Regions from separate parts of the Mus musculus genome. Here all the other regions are linked to region 1. Evidence: chromatin contacts called from public Hi-C and HiChIP or PLAC-seq data. All regions are on one chromosome and are shown on one strand. Each heading gives the region's core, a stretch centred on a gene start, on an enhancer-like site or on the middle of the called end of the contact. The rest is flanking DNA. Distances are from core to core; before and after follow the strand shown.

Region 1 (5,241 bases), core at 1,382-3,881:
GGGATTACAGTTGTGAGCCACCACTCCTGGCATCAGAATGTTTATACTAAAGAGGATCTTTGCAGTCATCTGGTCTACCTGTTTTTTGTTTGTTTTGCTTTGTTTTGTTTTGTTTTTTTTTTTTTCCTCCATAAAGAACAGAAATTGTGGAAACTCCCAAAGTTGCTGACAGAGCCATGATAGCTCAGGACTAATTCTGTATTTTCTCTTAATAATGACTGTAAAGTCCTGACAACCTAATCTCTAACAAACTAAGGTAAAGGTACTGTTATTCCTCAGATTTCCTTGGAATCTAACAATTGGTTCCAAGACCCCTGCAGATTAAGTTTCCACCATAAAAAGGAGTAATGTTTGCACAGGGCCTATACATATCCTCTCATACACTTTATGGATTTGTAAGGTTTATTTTGTGTGTCTGTCTGTCTGTCTGTATGTATGTATGCCTGAGGAGGCTAGAAGAAGGTGTCAGTTCTGTATCTGAAGTCACAGATGATTGTGAGCCATCCTATATGTGTGCTAAGAACTGAACTCTGGTCTTCTGGAAGACAAATGTGCACTCTTAACTGCTGAACCATTTCTCGAGCCCCTCCTATATACTTTAAAGGCTTAGATTATCAATACTGTGTAAAAAGTTGTCATACTTAGTTATTTAGGTAATAATGACAAGAAAATATCTGTTGATTTAATTGCAGAGGCAATATATGTGTGTCCACTTGTGTGTGTGTGTGTGTGTGTGTGTGTGTGTGTGTGTGTGTGTATGAGCTCACGCTCGCACATGCACGTGTATGCCTGCACTTCCACACCACACAGAATCCAGAGTAAGATGATGGGTTTTCTGCTTTCTTGCTCTCTGCCTATGACCTTGAGGTTTGATCTAGAGCTTGGTGCTTTCTGTAGGTTGGCTGGCTAGCAAGCTCCAGGGATGTGGGTGCTAGGGCTCTTAACTTGGGGTGTTTTGCATATGTTACAAGCCACATTCTCAGAAATTCAGAGGTATTTTTTAAATACATATTTGATGTATATCTGGCTGCATCTGGAGATGTGGAAACCACGCCCACAGGAAGTTGACTCCCTACAGGGCTTCACACCCATGGGCAATTGGCCAATGGTGGTATGATGCCAGTTCAGGGAGACCCAGTATATGAGTGTGTGGAAAATGAAGGAGGGTGGGAACATGCTTTGCATGCAGAGCCCCCATGACCCTGGCTCATGCTTGTGGCTGGAGGTATCAAAGGGGAAATGGGCTATTTCCTACTTCGGGATCAATGTCACAAGGTCACCCTCATTTTGCTCATCTCTGTATTCTTTGAATGATTGCTCACTGGGGGACTGAAGGGACACTGTACCACTGTAGATTTGATACAAGATTTACATAAACACCATTGAAAAGGGAACTGTGTCTTGCCGTGCCTCTGACCCTCTTCCTATCCTGGAAGCTCATTTTATGGCTTGTGCTTCGAGGTGATTAGTCACAGGGCTAAGGATTCCACACAGATGTTCGGATCATGGTTTGGAAGCTGGGCTTAGTGACACGGAATGCACTCTCTGTGTGCTGCACCCTGGTTGCAGTTGGAAAAGCCTCCTGATATCAAACTTTAGAATAAAGCACCACCTTGTGGTCTAAAGCATTTATTAAAGTGGAAGAATTGAAGACCTGAACCTGGAAATGCTCCCTCAGCTGGTGGTAAGGAAGCCAGGATCCAAAAACAGAATCTCAGACTAAGCAGAAGCCCCCATGGGAACTTTCTATTGCTGCGGGAGACTTTTAGATCAGCTGATGGTGGCAAGCCTTTTTGTGGAGTGAGTCCCAGGTTTGGGTCATTAATTTACTTCACTCATCACACATCACGATCATTTAATCCTTTCAAAACCACAGCAAAATGGGCCCAATAACATCAATTTATAAGGGAAGAAACTGAGGCTGAGGTCACCAAATGATCCAATCACATATAAGCAGGGGGAAGGACTCGAAGGCAGGTGTCTCCAAATGACGACTCAGCTGACCCCAAGGTCAGCAGATAAGACCAAGATTAGAGACCATTCCTGGCTTCCCCCTAACCTGGGCTGCTAGAATCCTCGTTGGCACTTTCTGATAGGACTTGAAGTTGCCTGCTCTTCAACATTGCATTGACCAAGAAGGTTCCAGACTTACAGAGGGGCAATTCACTGGTACCCCACCACTTTTTGAGACAGTCTGAAGAGAGGAGAAAGTTCTTGTTTGGGGAGATGTGCAAGAGTACATGGGGCCATCATCATCTCATACGCAAACAAAACCAAAAAGTATTATTTGACAAATATTCACTGGGAGAGTTAGAGTGTTTATTCTAAGCAAGATAGATTCTTTAACAGGTAGTTATTTTATTTTATTATGTAGGCTGCTTAGGAAGAAGACTGGATATATCTGTCTGACTAACATGTAAGGTAAGCCATAGCAATCTGAGTCAATCCAAGGGACAGCTTGTACATTATATATCTTGTGACATTGCTCATATCCTTGGCTATGTCACTTTGCCAGTGGGATACCATTATGTCACTTGAGGGCCAGGAAACCCACGACAAGGATGGTGACACTGACACAGGGCCCATCGAAACGGATGGAAAGAGTGAGTCTCAGCTGTCTCAGTTCTAGTCCGTTCCACGCAGACTTCCTTTCTGTTCGCAACGGAGTCTGCTGCTAATTTTAGTAAGGAGATCACTTGCCTACAGTCAGTCTCATTTGATAACATTTCTAGGAACAATGGTTTGCAGGACTTGGAATCTACTTTTTCCAGAGGAGGCTAATTCACGGAGTTTAAGGAGGGATGAAGCTATATGGTAGGAAGTCCCCTGCCAGAGACCAAAAAAGAAAGTGAAAAGCTTTTCTAAAGTACATGAGAAGAGGAAGCATCTCGCATCACGTGGATTGCCTTCCTTTGGAAGAAAGGCTAGTATGTGAGAACTTTGGCCTAGTGTTTTTTTCAAAGCTGCTCTTGCCTTCTTTAATTCCTGTGCTTTTCTTTCCGGTCTCTTAGTTTAGTTTTCAAGTTTTTTCCTATTATTTTTTGTTATTATTATTTGTGTGTGGGCAGGGGATACACATGTGTGTGCATAGATTTGTGTGTGTGTCTGCAGGTGTCCTTGCCTGTGCATGTGTGTGGAGGCCACAGGTCAACAGCAGGTGTCTTCTGCACTCACTCACTCTCCACCTTTTGTTAGTTAGTTTTTGAGACAGGAGCTTGCTGGAACAGCTAGACTAGGAGTCAAAAAGGCCCCTCAGATCTGCCTGGCTTTCTAATCCCTCGCAGACAGGCCTGGGGTTACAGATACACATAGCTGTGCTTGGTTGTTTCCATGGGTTCGGGGGCTCTGAACTCAGGCAACAATCCCACCGAGTCATCTCCACATCCACAAGCAGGCTTTATCATTTTCGAAAGCAGGATTTCATAAAAATAATATTGTGTAAGTCTTTGTGAATATATTCTGCCTTTGGGGGTGACAGAAATGTTTCTTGACAAGTTTCTCACTGAATGGTAGAGAAGTACCCCTCATTCATTCTAGGGCCATAAAACTTATTTCTGAGCTTTAAACAGAAAGAAGGAAACTTCTCCTTCTGGGGATTGTGTGTGTGTGTGTGTGTGAGATAAATAGCATAATCGATTTTAATGCACACTTTATGATTCCAGTTAATGAGTATTTGCATGCCAGCTCCTAATTTAATAAACTAGATTTGCCTTTCTCAAAGTATGGCTTTTTATATAAATTTGCTTTCTCCAAAATGTTAGATAAGGAGGTTGGACTTGGGGTAGGAGCAGGTTCCAAAACCAGTAGCTCCTGCTGTGGGTGAACCCGGGAAGCTTCCTAAGTATGGTTCTTGGCTCAAAATAGAATGCTCCATTCTTAGATTATAAAGAGCTTTTCAGGTAGGTGACAGTTCTGAAAACGTGATAACAATGTAAATCATCTACCATTGTGGGAAAGCGAGGCAGAAACTTTAAAAAGTCAGTCACATCACACCCCCACTCAAGAACATACTAAACAGATGCACATGTGTGGCTTATTTGGTTGCTGAGATCAATTTCTCTACTCTTCTGTAGTTTAGGATCCCCTTTCTAGGAAATGGTGTCACCCACGGTGGGCTTGCTCTTCCTATTTAAGAGCACTCCCCACAGACATGTCTATAGCCCAATCCATTAGAAACAATCTTCATTGAGATGCTCTTCCCAAGTTAATTCTAGGTTGTGTCAAACTGACAATTGACTCTAAATTTTTTTTTTACAAAATTATAAACAAATTTTATAACTAGATTCTTGCACAAAAAAATCACATAGCTATGAGTTAGAACTTATGGGTGATATTCAGCCAAGAGACCTTTTTTTGTGTGAATGTGACTTTCTATGGAATAAAAGAACGGACCTCACAAGTATTTTCTCGTAACATCTATTAAGTGACTGAGTCTTTCAGAGTAGGGACATCTGATAGTTTTCTGACAGTGTGAGTCTCTGTCTTTGTGTATAGATAGTATTACACTGTGCAATCAGAACTCTGAAGAATTCTTCTTCAGCTTTTTATACAGTTTCTACTTCTATGTCTTCCTTTAGGTTTTACATAAAATCTCTACTTCACAAAGTGACTTAAAGCTTAATATTTCTCAGTTTCTCAAAGACTGATATAATGAAAATAAGTTCTTGGCCCCTGAAAAACATCAAAATGCTGTGGGAAACTGTGACAATCAGCTTTAATTATCAAGTTGACAAATGTAGAATCACCTAAAAAAAAGTGTCCCAATGAAGGATTGTTTACATTGGGTGGGCCTATGGACATGTCTGTGGGGGATGCTCTGAATTAACTTAATTGGTATAGGAAGAACCAGCCCACCATGGGTGACACCATTCTCTACACAGGGCATCCTGAACTACTCAGGAGTAGAGAAACTAAGCTGAGCATAACGAAACAAGCAAGCACGTACACATTCATTCAGTTTGCTCTTGAGTGTGGGTAGGATACGATGAGCTGTTTGACGTTCTTCCTTGATTTCCCCACATGATAGAAATAAATCCCCTTCCCCTTAGGTTGCTTTTGTTAGTATTTTCCACTTTCTCTTCTCTTCTCTTCTCTTCTCTTCTCTTCTCTTCTCTTCTCTTCTCTTCTCTTCTCTTCTCTTCTCTTCTCTTCTCTTCCCTTCCCTTCCCTTCCCTTCCCTTCCCTTCCCTTCCCTTCCCTTCCCTTCCCTTCCCTTCCCTTCCCTTCCCTTCCCTTCCCTTC
Region 2 (5,241 bases), core at 1,628-4,127, 440 kb before region 1:
TGAGAATAATCTGGCTGCCTATCAGGAAGGGGGTTGGGCGTCCATTTAAATCTGCCTGGGGAGTCTACCCAGGCCACACACCAGGCGACCGATCAAGCGATCAAGGACACTTTCATTCAGTTCCAGAATCCAGGGGCTTTTGGTCTCTCCTACCTACTTAGGTTTTTATTTTTGTCTCTTGGTATTTCAGAGAAGTCCAGGATCTGCTGTTTTGAGTGTCTGCCTCAGCGAAGTCATGCTTCCTTTTGGGGTATTATACTCGGTTGCCGGTTGCCATGGAAGTGAGGGCTGGCTGATTCACACAGGAGGGGGGTGGGGCCCACTAGCAAGCCCTCAAGCACACTGGATGATTTCAATTACCTAAATCCCTGCAGCTTCTCAGAAGACATCTACGTGTTTTTTATGACGTATGAATACCTTTGACTTTGATTTAGAAATCGAGATGCATTTTTAAAAATCTGTGACCTGTATGAGAACAGTCTATTGATAAAGCACCAAGAATAAATGGAACTTTGAAAGCAGGCCAGTCCAGCACAAATTGGAATGTCTCTGAATTGGGATTAAAAGAAAGAAGAAAAAACAAACAAACAAAAACTCCCCCAAAATCCAACAAAACCAGGCAAGCTGAGGTCATCCAGGTTCTCCAGAAATGAAGAAAGCAGGCCTAGTGAGAGTCTGGTGGATTCTAGTTAACAAAAAGCCTGCAGTGGATAGCAATCCCGAGGCAGGTCATTATTAGATGCCCTTCTGTTTGCAAGTATGGCGAAGTTCTTGTCCAGCAAGTAACTGTTGCCAAAGCCAAGATTTGTTTCTGGTTTCCCTGCTGGGCTTTTAAGTGTTCATCTGCCTTCTCAGGGTCACTCTGGTGAATGTTGGGAGGACAGAGGGACCCACCTTAGGTTAGGAAGTCCAGAAGAAAGCAAGAACTTCGATGGTGTTTCTAAGCAACACTTGCTCAACCCGCTCAACCACACCCCTGTAATTAGGCCTGCCATCCTGTCCAAATTAGGGGCAGGGTTAATAGCTGTGCTTCTCTGTGCTGGGGCTTCCTAAACATTTGCAGCAGCTTGGGGCTCTTCCCCACCATGTGTCCACAGGAGTGTCCATCTACTGCCTTTACCTGTCCATCTACTGCCTTTACAAACGCCCCCCCCTCCCCCTCTCTCTGGAGTCACAGGAGAAATTGTATCTCCAGCACTGTTTTTCTGCTCACAATGTAAACACAGTGGCTGTGCTTTCAATATGGCCCCCTCTTGCCAAAATTCCCGCTGAAACTTTGTTGCAGTGTTGGGGCCTTTGAGAAGGATTTGAGCCTTTCTGAAGGAACTGGACTGGATCTTTCAAGAGGACATTAGTCTGCCCTTTGTAACAATGGAATCATCACACATTTATACAAAGGGGTCTCCTTCCCTGCCCCCTTCCATATGCTGGGTTGACAAGTTCTCATGCAGATCTAGCATCTGATGCCACCCGCATACTACAGTGTGAAGCCTTCACCAGGTACAGCCACTTCATCTTGAGCTTCCCCGTCACTAAGACTGTTGAGCTGAATAAATCCCTTTTCTTTATAAATTGTTTCATCTCCAGTATTCGGTCATAACACGGGCAAATGGACTAGGATGCTAATCAAGAGTTGAAAATGGCCAGAAAACGTTTTTAGAATTTCATGCTACAACGGACTGGAATCAGAGGTGATGTGAAATGGTTGTCCCTGAGCTTATGACTCAAAGATACTTCATATCCTTCAATAGGTGACACATTAAAAATGCATAGCGGCAGAGGGGTGACTGGAGAGATGACTTGGTGGAGAAGTTACTACTGCTAGAGAGTGAGGACCTGCGCTTGAGTCTCCAGAACACTTGTACAAGCTTGGCAGGGGTAGAGCACATCTGTGATCCTAGCATTTTCAGGAGAAGATGGGAGGCAGAGGGAGGAGAACCCTATCTTCAGCACCAACAAGCTGAACAGGAGCCTATAGACGATGCTGAGAACTGATACCGAAGATTTCTGAGCTTTGCAGGTAGATCACAGCACATGTATCCACAGAATTCACAGCAACACACACAGAGAGAAACAGAGAGAGACAGGGAGAAAAGAGACGCGCGCGCGCGCGCACACACACACACACACACACACACACAGACACAGACAGAGAGAGAGAGAACACACAGAGAGAGAACACAGAGAGAGAGAGAACACAGAGAGAGAGAACACACACACAGAGAGAGAGAGAACACACAGAGAGAGAACACAGAGAGAGAGAGAACACAGAGAGAACATACACACAGAGAGAGAGAGAACACAGAGAGAGAAAACACACACACACACAGAGAGAACACAGAGAGAGAAAACACACACACACACACACACACACACACACACAGAGAGAGAGAGAGAGAGAGAGAGAGAGAGAGAGAAAGAAAACAATACCCCTGATGGAACTGGTCAAAGCACACTGAGGATTTATTTCTTGCACTTGTATGCAAATCTGTAAGTATCTGAAAATAGCTTAACTGAGAGCCAGAGAAGGAATAAAGGAAAACCGTGCACACAGTAGGTGTTACATGTTTGCACATAAAGATTGTGCAGGGCAGGGAAACAAGCCCTTCTGTCTAGTAATTGATGTGCCTGGAGGAAAAACTGTATTAAGGATAAAGATGTCGGAGAAAATGTATTTTTACAGTTTCAGGGTCACGAGCTGGACCTAGCTTGTCACAGTTCAGCTTCGGCTTCCTTCCTCTTCTGTTCCCCTGCAAGGTGTTCAGCACGGAGAGTTGGAAGCATTTTAGTTCTGATTCTACGCCCACATTTGTGTCTTTGGGGAGCAGCAGGGCGAGGCATGATGAATCATTACTACTTGGTAGTGGCAAGCAGCTGTGAGGTCACCAGCTGAATATAAGCAAGTGGTCACAAGCGTCATGTTTGTGTAAGAATAGAGTCAAGACTGCTATTTTAAGAATGTCATACAAATAGATTTTTAATCTCTTGTTCTTTTCCCTGGATTTAACATGAGATAAAAATAATGTAGTGTCTCTTCCCGGAATTCCCACTAGGAAAGAGATTTGTGGGTTTCTGAGTTGTCTACCTGGTCTGGTGAGATTTCCCTACTGCAGCTAACTGCCTATGCTAACAAGAGCTCCTAAGTAACCCCATTTAATTTTTTAAAAATCTAATTACTGATACTCATGGACACAAAAAACTCTAAGCTCAAAACCGGTTATCCATCTCCTTTGACTACAAGATAGCCAACCAATGATCAACACCAAGAATACGAGTTCTTAGCATTAAAGCTGTTCAGCACTTACTACCTATGTCTCTCAGCCCCAACTCCAACTTCAAGCATTCCACGTTCTAGAATAGAGATCTACTGAGCAATGCCAGCCTCCCACTCCTTTATTTGATCCCCCTGTTCCTGCCAGATCAAATAGTATCCACTTGGTGTTTTTCTTGGGGTCTCAGGACGCTGTTAAATCAATCTGATCAGTGCCCTTTTAGAAGAGAAGGTTCAGAGGCACCTGCGCACAGGGGAGGTAAAGTAGGATGGATGAGGCCACCTCTTAAGACACTAGTGGGATGCTATGAAAGGTTTCTATTGTTAACAAACCACAGTTCCCTCTAGTGAGCAGGGGCTGGTGGGGGGGGTGGGGGGAGAAGGAAAGAAGGCAAGTAGAAGCTTCTGGAAAAAGCAAAAAGAAAAATTAGGAAGTGACATTATCAACATGTGAGATTGTGGTTCTCAAGATCCAACTTTCTCCTTCCCAGGCCAGGTTCCTTTTCTCTGTCACCACTGTCTCACCTGTGTCATGGCGTCATTGCCAAATTACATAGTACCTTATCTTCTTTACATGGGTGGTCCATGAGGGTTTAAAGACAGTACTGGACCACAGTTTGCTAGCCGCAAGCTTCAATAACATCGCTACCTTTGTCTAGCTGAATGGACAGAATCCCTTATTGTCTTCAGGGTTTAGGAGCTCTGCAAACGGGAGAAAGTATATACAGTAAGAGTGTTGCCATCATAAACCATAGCAACAGAATGATGCCCCTCCCCCCATCAAGATGTCTATACCCCACTTCCTGGAAGCCTTCCTTGGGAGGACTACTTCACATGGTCAAAGGTCTTTGGTGATTGTTAAGAGTCAGATATTTATTATTTGAATGTGCCCCTCAAGGTTTCGTATGGTGGACATTTGGTCCCACGGATGTAGGGGTGGGAAGTGGAGGGACTTTTAAGAGGTGGGGCCTAGAAGGCAGAGGTTCCTGTGTTATTGGCAGTTCTGCCTTTGGGAGAATTAAGGTAGATCTCTCCAGAGCAAGTGGCTATAAAAGCCTAGGCTGACTGCTGACTCTCTCTGTAGCTTCCGGTGGATGATGTCATCTCCTTCTGCACACACATTCATCGTGTTCCATGAAGCTTCACCCAGAGTCTCTGCTATGCTGTTTGGATGTCCAGTCTCCCAAACTGTGTGTTAAACAAACCTCTTCTTAAAAAAGCAGCTCACCTCAGGGATTCTTCAGTCCCTCCTTACATTGAAAAATCAAATGTCTTGTTCATCATTTCGTTTATGATCTAAAAGGTATGGAGTTGCTAAGCATGATGTCTGTATTTATTCCTTCTTTCTTTCTTTCTTTCTTTCTTTCTTTCTTTCTTTCTTTCTTTCTTCCTTTCTTTTTTTTTTTTATTTATTTTTTTTTTTTTTTTGGTTTTTCAAGACAGGATTTCTCTGTGTAGCCCTGGCTGTCCTGGAACTCACTTTGGAGACCAGGCTGGCCTCGAACTCAAAAATCCACCTGCCTCTGCCTCCAAAGTGCTGGGATTAAAGGTGTGCGCCACCACGCCTGGCTACAAAGTCTGTATCCCAGCACTCGGGAGGCAGAGGCAGGCAGATTTCTGAGTTCGAGGCCAGCCTGGTCTCCAAAGTGAGTTCCAGGACAGCCAGGACTATACAGAGAAACCCTGTCTCAAAAAACCGAAATAAATAAATAAATAAATATTCATCAGCTTTACTTCATGCTTCTCATGCTATCCCATGAAGACAAAAAAAAAGTGCTAAGCACACAAATTTGATTTTTAAAAAAATGAATAGCATAGCTATTGATTTTTGTCTTTTGTTTTGAGCTACAACATATTGCCTATGAACGAGGAACCTATGTATAGTTATATTGGCTATTCTTATCCTGAGAACAACATTCACTGGAATGTGAAAGGTCTGAGGCCTTCTTAAATAGTGCATTAATTTAATG
Region 3 (5,241 bases), core at 1,377-3,876, 420 kb before region 1:
CTAAAGAGCTGTACAGATTAAGATCTAAACTTGGGGATGAGAACCAAGGGTTTCCCTCTAGGTACCAGAGCAGGCACTGTAATATAAATAGAACCCTGTCCTTCTACTGTTTGTAGGCTGCCTTGGAGTTTGTGCCAACGGGGAGGAGGGACTTCTTTTTCTCTAGACATGAATCATCCTCTCTGGGGACATATGCAATGACATCACATTGTTATCATCCCGAGAACTTGAGGATCAGGAGGTTTGGGGAGCATTACACGAGGAGAGCAAAGGGAAGGTTCATGTCTGCTAGAGAAGGAGATACAGGCTAGAAAGGGATCAACTCTAAGAATCTCACCTAGGGGCTCCTAAAATTGGGACATCTGAGCAAACTCAACGGCCCTGCACATCAAGAAGTGTCCAAAGGCTCCCCACCTTCACTAGTAGGTGTGTGTCCCTTAGGGCCGGGGCCAGTTCTTAGATGGAAAGGGAGTGAAGGAAACCAGGAAGCACATCTGGGGAGGACTGGGTACTATGTGCACTGAGCTAGCACAAGCAGACTAAGCCATACTCGGCTGCTAGGGTTTCCTCACTTGGTAGAACTCATTGCTCTCGGCTTACACCTGAAGCTCTACCTCTCCAAAAGCCCCAATGTCAGGGATGTCTATGCCAGCAGCTACAGCAGAGAGAGGAGAGTCTCAATAGACATCCTGTCCTAGCAAATGACAGAGAGGCAGACACCAGAGCTGTGTATGTAGAATGTGTGTACCGAGTATGAGGTGGTTGATTCTCATCAGGTCACCCACTTAAAACTTATCAAGGAGGCCTGTGTTCCACTAAGTCACTATGTCCCTCATTATTTATCCATCTCTGTCAAACACAAGATGACTCTAAGCTCCCTGTCTTCCTTCCATCTTCTCTCCTTTTCTGCTTACGCCATGGTGATAGCTTATGGCCATGCTGTTAGCTTCTGTTTGTGTTTCTACTTAACAAATGTGAGAATGAACAGCATAAGGTCCTTAGCTCTGGGTCACAGTGTAACCAATAAACAAAGGAACCTTACAGCGGACACAGCCACCAGAGCACACTCCCTCTCCCTGGGGCCACCTCTCTGTCTTGTCGGGAGTGACTTTCTTGTCCCCCCCACCCCCACCACCCTTTCTCTTCTTAGTTAGCAGCTCTCTGTCAGCCACCAACCCTCTGGCAGCTTCCATGGCTTCTTTTGGGACTTCCTGGGGGCAGTGTCAGGAGGAAAAAGGCACAAAGCTCTGAAAGCTGACTTGTAATAAGACAGGTTTTGCCATTCAACTGGGACACAGACATGCACTCAGCCAATTAGAAATTAAGGATGTCTGAGAGGAATGGTACATCAGACTCAGAAAGATAAAAGTCACACATTTTCCTTCCTATGTAAGTTCTAGATGGTACTGTTTCTATGCGTGGGCTGCAGCCTCTAGGTCATGAAACTAGAAAGGGGAGGAAAGAAGTCATGGGGAGAAAGAAATAAAAAGTCAAATGATGCATGTAACATGCAAGAAGGTTGGGGACTACTGGGGACAGAGGAAGGATGTGTGGGTGGGGATCAATAAAATCAAAATCTGTATGAAAATTCCATGATGTCCATTTTGGTTTGTATGCTAATATGAAAGGACACATAGAAGGCTAACATGACTAGTAGGGCATATTACAAAAGCGTTAAAAGTTGTGTTTGATTGAAAATATAAATAAAAAGAGGAGAGATGTGCTATGTCGATGGATTCCAGAGATGGTTCAGTGTTTAAAGAGAATTTTCTGCTCTTACTGGGGTTTAGTTCCCAGAACCTACCAGATGGTATCAAACTGCCTATAGTCCCAGCACTAAAAGATCTGACACCCTCTTCTAGTCTCCACAGAACCTGCACACACATGGCACACAGACAAATATGTAGGCAAAACTAATGTAAAAGTTAGGCCAAAACTAACATATAACATACAATATAATAAAATTTACAATTCTTGCTAACATGAGTTGGATACTGACGTCACTAGTAATAATAAACATGAATGTTAAAGTTAGGAGATCTATAGCCTGATCATTCTATTAATGGAAATTTTAAATTTTAATGAAAATATAAATCAGTTAAGAACGAATAGCTATAGGTGAACATGCAAGATCTCACGATGTAGAGATTTTGAGGCTCAACTATATTAGTCAAGCTATTTGAAAACTATCCTTGGATGGGTTCCCTAAAATATACTAAACCTATCTTTGTCAGATGGGGGATATTCTATGAAGTCAAACTTTCAAGAGCATAGAAAGGAAATCACTACAGGTAAGGTCTCGGGATTGGTCTCCTTAGCGTGCTGGGGCCATGCTGGGGCCGGAAGCAGCCAGAGGAGGAGTTATTCATCTTAGCCACGCCCACAGCAGACATGTGAGCAGACGTCTAGTCTCTGAACACAGAGGAGAACTGTTAAAGTGGGTCGCGCTGCTAAGAGCGTGGGAGGCAGAACTGGTTTTGAGCTAGTGAGAGTTCAAATGCTTTTTACATTTACGGAAAGGGGAGGGAAAGGACAGAAAACTGCGCCATACACTGGACTCCAGGTGGTCTATGGAAGGCAATGAGGAAGCAAAGTGTTGAACAGAGGCGAATAGGCCTTAGGGGATATGGGCAGAGAAATGAGGAAGGAAACTGCAGATAAAACTTGAGACAGACTTCTTTCTCAGAGACAGTAGTAGCTTTCCTGGGAAAAAAGGGACCTGAGGGGGTATTTTGTTTTGTTTTTTGTTTGTTGGTCAGATTTGTTGTATTTGTTTCATATATATAAAAAGAGGCCACAATGTTTAAAGGAATTAAGAAAAGGAAAAAAAAAAAAAAGGACTCTGGAAGATTAACCTGGAATCTGAGTATTGGAAGGGTGGACACTTCCTGTAGGAAAGGACAGGGCAGAGCTAAGGTGGCAGTCCTCGGGTGCAAAGTAATCAGAGTTCAGAAGGAGCCGGCGGGAAATTTGGGGAGGGAGAGGTGGGTCCAACAGAAGTAACAACCAATGGGATTTTTGATTTGGTGGCTAATTCACCAGAAAGGCAGGAAATGGGATTAAACTAGAATATCATCTGAGCCCAGTGAGATGCTCAGGTTGGTAGAAGATTACTGCTCAGCCCGACTTCCTGACTTCAAGCCTCAGGACCCAATAGTGGAAGGAGAGAGCTGACTCCAGAGAGCTGTCCCTTGACCTCGACCCCATGCATTGAGGTGCACATGACCCCCCCCCAAACACACACATACATGCACACAAAATAAATAAAGGTGCTATATATATATATATATGTATATATATACATATTATACATATATATACATATTATACATATATATATGTATAATATATATATATATATATATTTTTTTTAAACACCAAACTAGAACATGCCAGCAGACAAAAAATTAGAGAAAATGCCATTGGAAGCCAGAAGAGGTCAGGGGGGTGGCTTATAGAGCTGTGTGACAAGTCTGTCCTGCTCCATAGTTATGTGTGATAGAATGCCCATACAGGAGTCTGCCTTTGATTAGTACATAAAAGCTGCCTTCAGTTTACCCAACAGAGTTACGTATAGTGCTCTTAGAATTCTACAAAATCAGTCTTTGTTTTCTTTTCTAATGATTCACCTTTTTCCCTCATGACATCTCAAGACTGAAACCAACAGCCACCTTGACACTTTTTAGCACAAGGGAGTAAGGTCCAGAGCTTAAGATATTCAGGCTAATATCCAGAGGGGAACACAAGGCCAGAGGGAAGGGGACAGGGCCTCAAGGGGCTCTTCAACCTGAACTCAACATCCCCCACCCCGACAACATAGCATCACCCCACCACCGTGCTTCTGCTCCAGCCACAAGATGAGGATTTCAATTTTGAAGATTCAGAGGGATTCGCATATTCTGATCCCGGTGTCTGAGAGATCATAGAGCAGTAGGTACAGCAGTTAAGGATGCTGCTGCTGCTTCTTCTTCATAGGACTCAGGGTCAGTTCCCAGCACCCACAGGACAGCTCACCTATAACTCTAGTATCAGGAGATCTCATGCCCCCTTCTGGCCTCTAAGGCACCAGTCAGACATATGTAGTACACATTGCATGCACAAAAGGCGATACGAGAAAAACTCTCATGCCCTTAAAGTAAAACTAAAATGAAATCTTGAAAACAGAAAAAAAAAACAAAAACTTTTTTTTTGCAGCTTGAAACCAGATAATTTTATAACTGTATTTATTTTATTTTGTTTTTAATTTATTTATATTTATAATTTATTTGCTTATTTGTGTGTTTGCTTATTTTGGTTTTTTGAGAAAGGGTTTCTATGTATCCCTCTTCCTGTCCTGGAACTCACTCTGTAGACCAGGCTGGCCTCAAACTCAAAAGACCTGCTTGCCTCTGCCTCTGCAGGAGTTGAAGGCCTGCCCTGCCACCACCCAGCAGAACTGTGTTTTAACTTTGGTTTGGTTATAATAGTTGAAGCTGTGTATTGGCTGTTGGCTCGGGTGATCTCTCCTTTCAGATGGATCTTGAGCCTATAAAAAAATGTAGTGGGAGAGGAAGGTGGCAAAATGTGTTTGCTTTTCTTGGCTAAATCTGTGAGTCGGTGCGTGCTGTCAAATGACATTACTCCTTCATTGGAAGTCACACTTCCTACTCAACATGTGACACCGCCTTCTTTTCACAGACTTTCCCAAGCAAGGTTCAAAAAAAAAAAATCTCTCCTGTGTTTTGTATTCAAGTCTATAGTCCCCAAGTTGGGCTCGGAAAGTCTTTGTAAAAGAGCACTTAACAGTTAGACACCCCAGTAGCTACAGAACTTTTCCAAACTTAGTTCCTTAGAACAAACTACTGATTAGCAGGGGAAGCCCCAAAACTCACCAACCATGACGAAGGAAGACCTATAGGGAGTTTGTGCTTAGTAAGTGGTTCGTGGAAAAACTCTCACGTTACTGATAAGAGGTTGGTTCCAGACGTGGATAAACCGACTTACCAGATTAAGGAGTGTCAAGTACTTGGATCGCCCACCGTCATGGAATTCCCTTAGCTTCTCCTCATTCCTTCCAATCTGTGGGATGTGATAATTGAGGAAAATGTACCAGTTCAGAACAAGGAAGTGGTACACGCAAGTGGTTGTTTTCGTCATGGCTTCCCTGGATCGGAGCGACAGTGGCACCCGCTCTGCGTTCACTCTGAGTCCTGGGTGTCCCAGCTGCCCTCTGTTCAGGCTGGAAAGCTGTAGAAACAAAGC
Region 4 (5,241 bases), core at 1,049-3,548, 360 kb before region 1:
GGCATTGAAATCTCAGGAGAGGCATGAAAGCACAGAGATGTGGGGAAACAAGTCCTGTGACTGGTTTCTCAGGAGCCTGTTCTCTGTCAAACCCAGAGGCAATGGGCTTAATGCACGATGATGGCAGGCCAGGAATAAGGGGTCAGTCCAGTACTCTTCCCCCAGAAGGGGGGTCTGCCATGGAGAGAGGAACCATCTACAGGAGTGCCGAGAGGTACGAAGTGAGGTAGAATGGAAGTCTGGGCAAGGAAAACTCTTCCAGAGAGAAGGCAGGAGGGTCAAGGTGACAGATTGGAGGGTTGAGGACTCCTTAAAATAGATACAAACTAAAGACTCAAGGTAATAGCAAGCTAGTCAGAGAGTCAAGGGAGAAAGACCCTAGAGTCTGCAGATCTTGATTAGTTTCCCACTAGCTGCTGGTTCTTGGCTAAATATTTTATCAAATGCAAGTCTTTGTTTCCTTGTATGTGAGGAAGTATAATGTAGTATGGTTTATTTTGTGTGCCTGGCACTTTAAAGAATCCTTAGATGCTAGCTGATAGGCCCTTTGGGAATGCTCAGCTGTTAGAATTGCTAGAACCTATGACCTGTTGGACTTCTGGAAAGAAGATGGGATGCAAAAAGCCAGCAGAGGCTGAGAGAGAGGAATAGGATCCAGGTGACAAAAAGAGTCCGGTCCAGTCAGAGACTAGGATCAGAGAAGACGGTTGGTGCAGGAAGAAAGAAGACTGAGTAGGGCGAGAGAAGAGAAGACAGCTGGTTCAGAAAAGAGATTGAGGAGAGTAAAATAGGAGACAGTTGAGCCAGAGAAGATACTGTTAGGATACAGTTAGGAGAAGAACCAACAAAGAACCTACAAGTATGGAGAGAGAGAGAGAGAGAGAGAGAGAGAGAGAGAGAGAGACTCTAATTGGTGCCCAACACTCAACTGTCTCCCATTTTCACTCTGCTCAATCTCTTTTCAGAACCAATGTAGGTTTTGGGTCACATGACCCAGCATGCCTAATCTTTTAATAATTAAATATCTGAGCAGTTCTATGAGGCTCCTCTAAAGCTTACTAGGAAAGACTGTTGCACGTCAGGGGGCTCGTGTGATTAAAACTGCTTTTGAATGTCTTCGCATCACCCCTTTAGGGTAAGCAGAGCTTAGTAATAAGATGGACATTTCTTTCTCTTATAATAGTCTTGTATCATGTCCCACATCCCCACTATAACATTCAGAAAAGCAGACAGAAATGTTCCTTTTCTTCCCCCTGTTTGGTTGAGCAGCTTCTGTTCCCATCCCCATGGTCCTCAATGCACGGCTTGTTATCTTTCTGAAGACGTGTTGAAAAGCTGAGTTTGTGAAGCTGTCCATTGCTTAACGTGCGCCTACGTCCACTGGTGCCAAAGAGAATGAATACTTTGATTTTTTCCTTTTGGTCAAAACTTGGGATGCTACCAGTTTACCATTATACTCCCTCCTCTGTGCACCCCCCCCCCCCCCCCCCGTATAGCTTAGAATCTTGTTTGCTTGGGGAAGGAAGATCTTAGCTCAATGTTCTCCATCTTGGTGGGCATGTTCTTTTATTCCAAACACCATTGTTGAGCAGTTGGCTGTTGTTCAGATTGTAGATCTGGTTCGATTTTGAATAACATTAACTAGATGGATCAAATTTGCCATAAACAGGCAGATTATCACCCCTAGAACTCTTGTAAATGTAGAAGAGAACCAACTCCACAGAGTTGTCCCCTGTCCTCCCTCCATGGTTGTCTATCCATGCATGCATGTACATATGTGCACACATATATACACAATAATAAAAAAATACATGTCATGTTCAGTGGACCTAAAGACTATGATTTAGAGATTCTATATAGAAACATTGATCAAGTTGGTTAGGATTGCTGAAGCTTATTGGATGGTTAATAGATGATTCTTCATTGTCTATTGTTTAGAAACACAGAATGCATATTCACTCATCTACCAAGACCCCCACAGCAGAGATTCCCAGAAAAGTTAAGGCTGTAGCTATGATCAGTACAAAGAAACAATTCAGTTGACAAACTGGTAGGGAATGAAATACACTCTTTGGAAATATCAAAGAACTGCCTTTTGGAAACATTATACAAAATTATTCCTTAATTGGAAAGGGTTAATTTGGGCATGAGAAAATTTTTTTGATATCAAAGTTTAAAATTGATAAAGACCATAAAAGTACTACTACTATTATAAGTACTCTTTATTCTCCCCCAAAAAGAAGAAGCTGAGACTTAGCACTGTTGAGAAGAGGCTCTGAGAAACACAGGTGGTGAAAAGCAGAACTGAGGCTCAGTCTAGGGCTCATGACTCCCAGTCGGTTCCCCTTTCTCCTTTCCCAGTCAGTTTCTTCTAAACAGAATGTCCCCTATTTACAGATGGAAGATGTGACTGTCAAGTGGAGACATCGAGCCTTTCTGCTGCCCTCAGCATCTCCCAGCAGCCTCTCTGGTTCAAGACTTTCTTTGTCTCTAGAAGTTGCTCCAGGATCCCAGACTGTATTGCTAAGCCATGTGAGTGCTGCTTGCCTGTCTCTGTCTGCATGTGCGCTCCCAGGCAATGCTCACATGGAGATCCTCTTATTCCTGGTTGCATTCCTTGTTTGGGGACACTACCTGGCAGAGCCAAGGCTCAATAAATATTTGTCAAATCAATGATTTAAAAAACTGAAGGCGGCACTAATGGCTGAATAAACAGGAGTCCTGGGGCTCTGCCATTCACATCTTGAGGCTGGGTTAAGGCATTTCTCTGTGAAAATGTAGAAAGACTGGGGAAAGAATGGCACATGAAACTACCGTCACAGGGAAGACATCAGGGTGGAGACACAGGAGGGGGCTGCTATATACACGTGTGATGGAGAGGAGCTCTGATAGGAAATGGTACCCACCTGATACCCATCACTTCTTGCTTAGTCCAAGGCATTACTTGCTATCATCACTCCATCCAGAATTCCCTTTTTACCTTCAAACCCCAATACAAAAGCCTTATGACCACATAATCTCTCTGGGTGTTTTTTAAAAATCCCAGAGAAGCACTATGTCTTCTACCATGTTTAATTTCTCTGCACAACTAGGTGGTGTCAGACGGCATTTTCATTGCTATGGAGAAAGCTGAAATCCAGCTTCCTAAACTTGTGCTGTGGCTATCAGGCAGACAGATTTCTTCTCCAGTTCATTTAGACTAATGCTAAAATTCATGCCAATATTTTTATGCTTCTTCCAGAGGGAAAACTAAGCTTTTCTTCTGTTTGTTAAAACTAATGTTAATGTGTTCATGTATATACGCATACATGTGTATGCGTGCACACATGTGCATGAACACACACACACACACACACAATTATCTGGGCTAGTATTTTGATGTAGTCCCCATTTACTAATATGGGCATGCACCATTGCAAACCTATCTTGCCATCTAAAATGCTTCTGCATTATCTACAACTGTCAACTTAACCAAGAAGCTCTTTTGAAAATTTCCCTTAGAGGAAGAGAGAGGAGAAATGTTAGGATGGGAGAGTCGCATCAACATTCTCAAAAGAATTCCATGATGACATCAGTACCCATCCTCAACTGCAATGAAACTGTGTGTCTCTCCCAAGGAGATAAACAGGAGGGGAACATTAGAAACAGATGCTGCCTGTGGCTGCCTTTTCATAATACTCCAGTGAGTTGTTCTCTTGATCCTTCACACTGACCTACCTTCATTATCTGTGAGCAATGTCTACCCTCACCGTAATTCCATACAAACAAGCTGTTACTTCCAATGGCAAGTCCTATGGTGATTTTATCAAACCATGAAGTAAATGAAAGATGCTATAAAAGGGAAGAGGGTGGACAGAGCTGGAAACAGCTTTTTTCCTGAAGATTTCTTTTCTTTTTTCTTTTTTTATTTCAAGATTAAAATCAGAAGCCAACTTTCAAAGAATGATGGCTCTGAATTTAATTTCCTTCCCTTTGTTCTTAGTTTTAATTCCTGCCCCGCCCCCAACCGCACTTATGTACCCAGTGTTCTCCTTTCCCATCCAGTGCCAACGATTTGCACTTCTGTCGTCCCTTTCATCTGGGAACCACAAGGCCATCTGAAACTTCTCTGATCAGCTTCAGAGGAGTCCCCTCTATCAGGTGAGTCCTTTGATAGCCTTCTTTTCCGAATGCCTAGCAAGCATAGATTCCTCCATAAGAGCAATGGCTCCTGGATCTCAGGTTTAGGTGATTTCAAAGGGTGGCTGGGCTTGGGTGGATGGCTATGTTCTCATGGGGTAGCAGGTACATGACAGAAAGAGTCAACGATCACATGAGCCCGCATTGGCACCCTGGCTATACCTCAACGCTTTTGACTTGAACAGGATGCCTTGTTGGGGAAGTTCAATCAGTTATGTTCCTCAGGAAACAGGGCCTTGGGTTTGGATAAGAAGTGGGCAGCCAGGCTGGCTAGTGTCTCTGGCTTGAAAGGGTTCTGTTGCTTTAAAGGTAGGTGGTTGATATCCAGGACTCATTGAAGAACGAGGAAGGAAGGAAAGACTCAGATTATCTCATTTGATTATTTCCTTAGTAAAGCTTAGGGATAGGGTGAACAAATAAAACCCAAAAGAAAGTCTGCTCACTATAGTTCAAGTTAATTTCCAGAGGGTCCCTGATAAAATCTAAAATATGTCACAGACTCCCTGGAATGAGAAGATCTAAGACTCATGTTGTAAAGGAGATAGAGAATGATTCTGAATACCTGAAGCCAATTTTCACTTGACAGGTGTGTGACCAATGGTGTGTTGTCCCACGACGTCAGCTACCTTGACAAGTAGGACCAGTTTTAGTGACAAAACAGGCATGTGATTTATCACATGTTCAGGTTATGTGGGCATAGACCTGTGCATACTATTGGCAAATGTACAGTGGCTCAGAGCTTAAAGAATAAGTGTGAAGAAGTAGCAGATGTCGCGCTATCATAGTCCCTAAAAAAAAAAAAAAAAGAAAGAAAGAAAGAAAGAAAGAAAAAGGAAAGGAAAGGAAGGAAGGAAAGAAGGAAGGAAGGAAGGAGGGAGGGAGCGAGGGAGGGAGGGAGAGGGAGGGCTAGAGGGAGGGAGGAAGGATAGAAAGAGAAAGGAAGGAAGAAGATAGGGAGGAAGGAAGGAGGGAGGGGAAGGGAGGGAGGAAGGATAGAAAGAGAAAGGAAGGAAGAAGATAGGGAGGAAGGAAGGAGGGAGGGGAAGGGAGGGAGGAAAGAAG

What was found. Hi-C and Micro-C count contacts between places; a contact is called where the count stands out from the background. HiChIP or PLAC-seq counts read pairs in DNA pulled down with a chosen protein or histone mark.
Region 2: a Hi-C map of bone marrow-derived macrophages shows a contact between it and region 1, with 1.9 times the contacts expected there. The contact joins two enhancer-like sites. A contact is called at or near these places in 3 of 39 promoter capture datasets (the HPC-7 cell line, cranial neural crest and pre-B cells), 3 of 484 Hi-C or Micro-C datasets (bone marrow-derived macrophages, olfactory sensory neurons and uterus), 3 of 115 datasets of contacts at active chromatin or transcription factors (astrocytes, bone marrow-derived macrophages and microglia) and 2 of 9 other capture datasets (bone marrow-derived macrophages and embryonic stem cells).
Region 3: an H3K4me3 HiChIP or PLAC-seq map of bone marrow-derived macrophages shows a contact between it and region 1, with 4 times the contacts expected there. The contact joins two enhancer-like sites. A contact is called at or near these places in 2 of 484 Hi-C or Micro-C datasets (forebrain and nephron progenitors) and 2 of 115 datasets of contacts at active chromatin or transcription factors (bone marrow-derived macrophages and microglia).
Region 4: a contact with region 1 is called in an H3K27ac HiChIP or PLAC-seq map of microglia, with 4 times the contacts expected there. The contact joins two enhancer-like sites. A contact is called at or near these places in 1 of 484 Hi-C or Micro-C datasets (Sertoli cells) and 1 of 115 datasets of contacts at active chromatin or transcription factors (microglia).

What each region holds. Positions count from the first base shown.
Region 1 is chr13:42,243,325-42,248,565 of GRCm38.p6, forward strand. No RefSeq gene overlaps it. Among named protein-coding and RNA genes, the nearest start is that of Edn1, 56 kb to the right of the region's middle. Within about 2 kb of position 2,632, at least 78 of the 459 cell types and tissues checked have an H3K27ac peak or open chromatin away from gene starts, as enhancers often do. A contact at or near this core is called in bone marrow-derived macrophages and microglia, where this site is marked.
Region 2 is chr13:41,801,279-41,806,519 of GRCm38.p6, forward strand. All of the region lies in intron 4 of Adtrp (androgen dependent TFPI regulating protein), which reads right to left. Among named protein-coding and RNA genes, the nearest start is that of Adtrp, 44 kb to the right of the region's middle. Within about 2 kb of position 2,878, at least 56 of the 459 cell types and tissues checked have an H3K27ac peak or open chromatin away from gene starts, as enhancers often do. A contact at or near this core is called in bone marrow-derived macrophages and microglia, where this site is marked.
Region 3 is chr13:41,823,160-41,828,400 of GRCm38.p6, forward strand. Adtrp (androgen dependent TFPI regulating protein) reads right to left here. Exons shown (of 7, transcript NM_001145875.1): 2 at 4,984-5,226. The coding sequence starts at 5,136. Among named protein-coding and RNA genes, the nearest start is that of Adtrp, 22 kb to the right of the region's middle. Within about 2 kb of position 2,627, at least 52 of the 459 cell types and tissues checked have an H3K27ac peak or open chromatin away from gene starts, as enhancers often do. A contact at or near this core is called in bone marrow-derived macrophages and microglia, where this site is marked.
Region 4 is chr13:41,881,498-41,886,738 of GRCm38.p6, forward strand. It overlaps Gm10790 (predicted gene 10790), which reads left to right. Exons shown (of 7, transcript NR_033545.1): 2 at 2,398-2,532; 3 at 4,045-4,140. Among named protein-coding and RNA genes, the nearest start is that of Gm22157, 18 kb to the right of the region's middle. Within about 2 kb of position 2,299, at least 50 of the 459 cell types and tissues checked have an H3K27ac peak or open chromatin away from gene starts, as enhancers often do. A contact at or near this core is called in microglia, where this site is marked.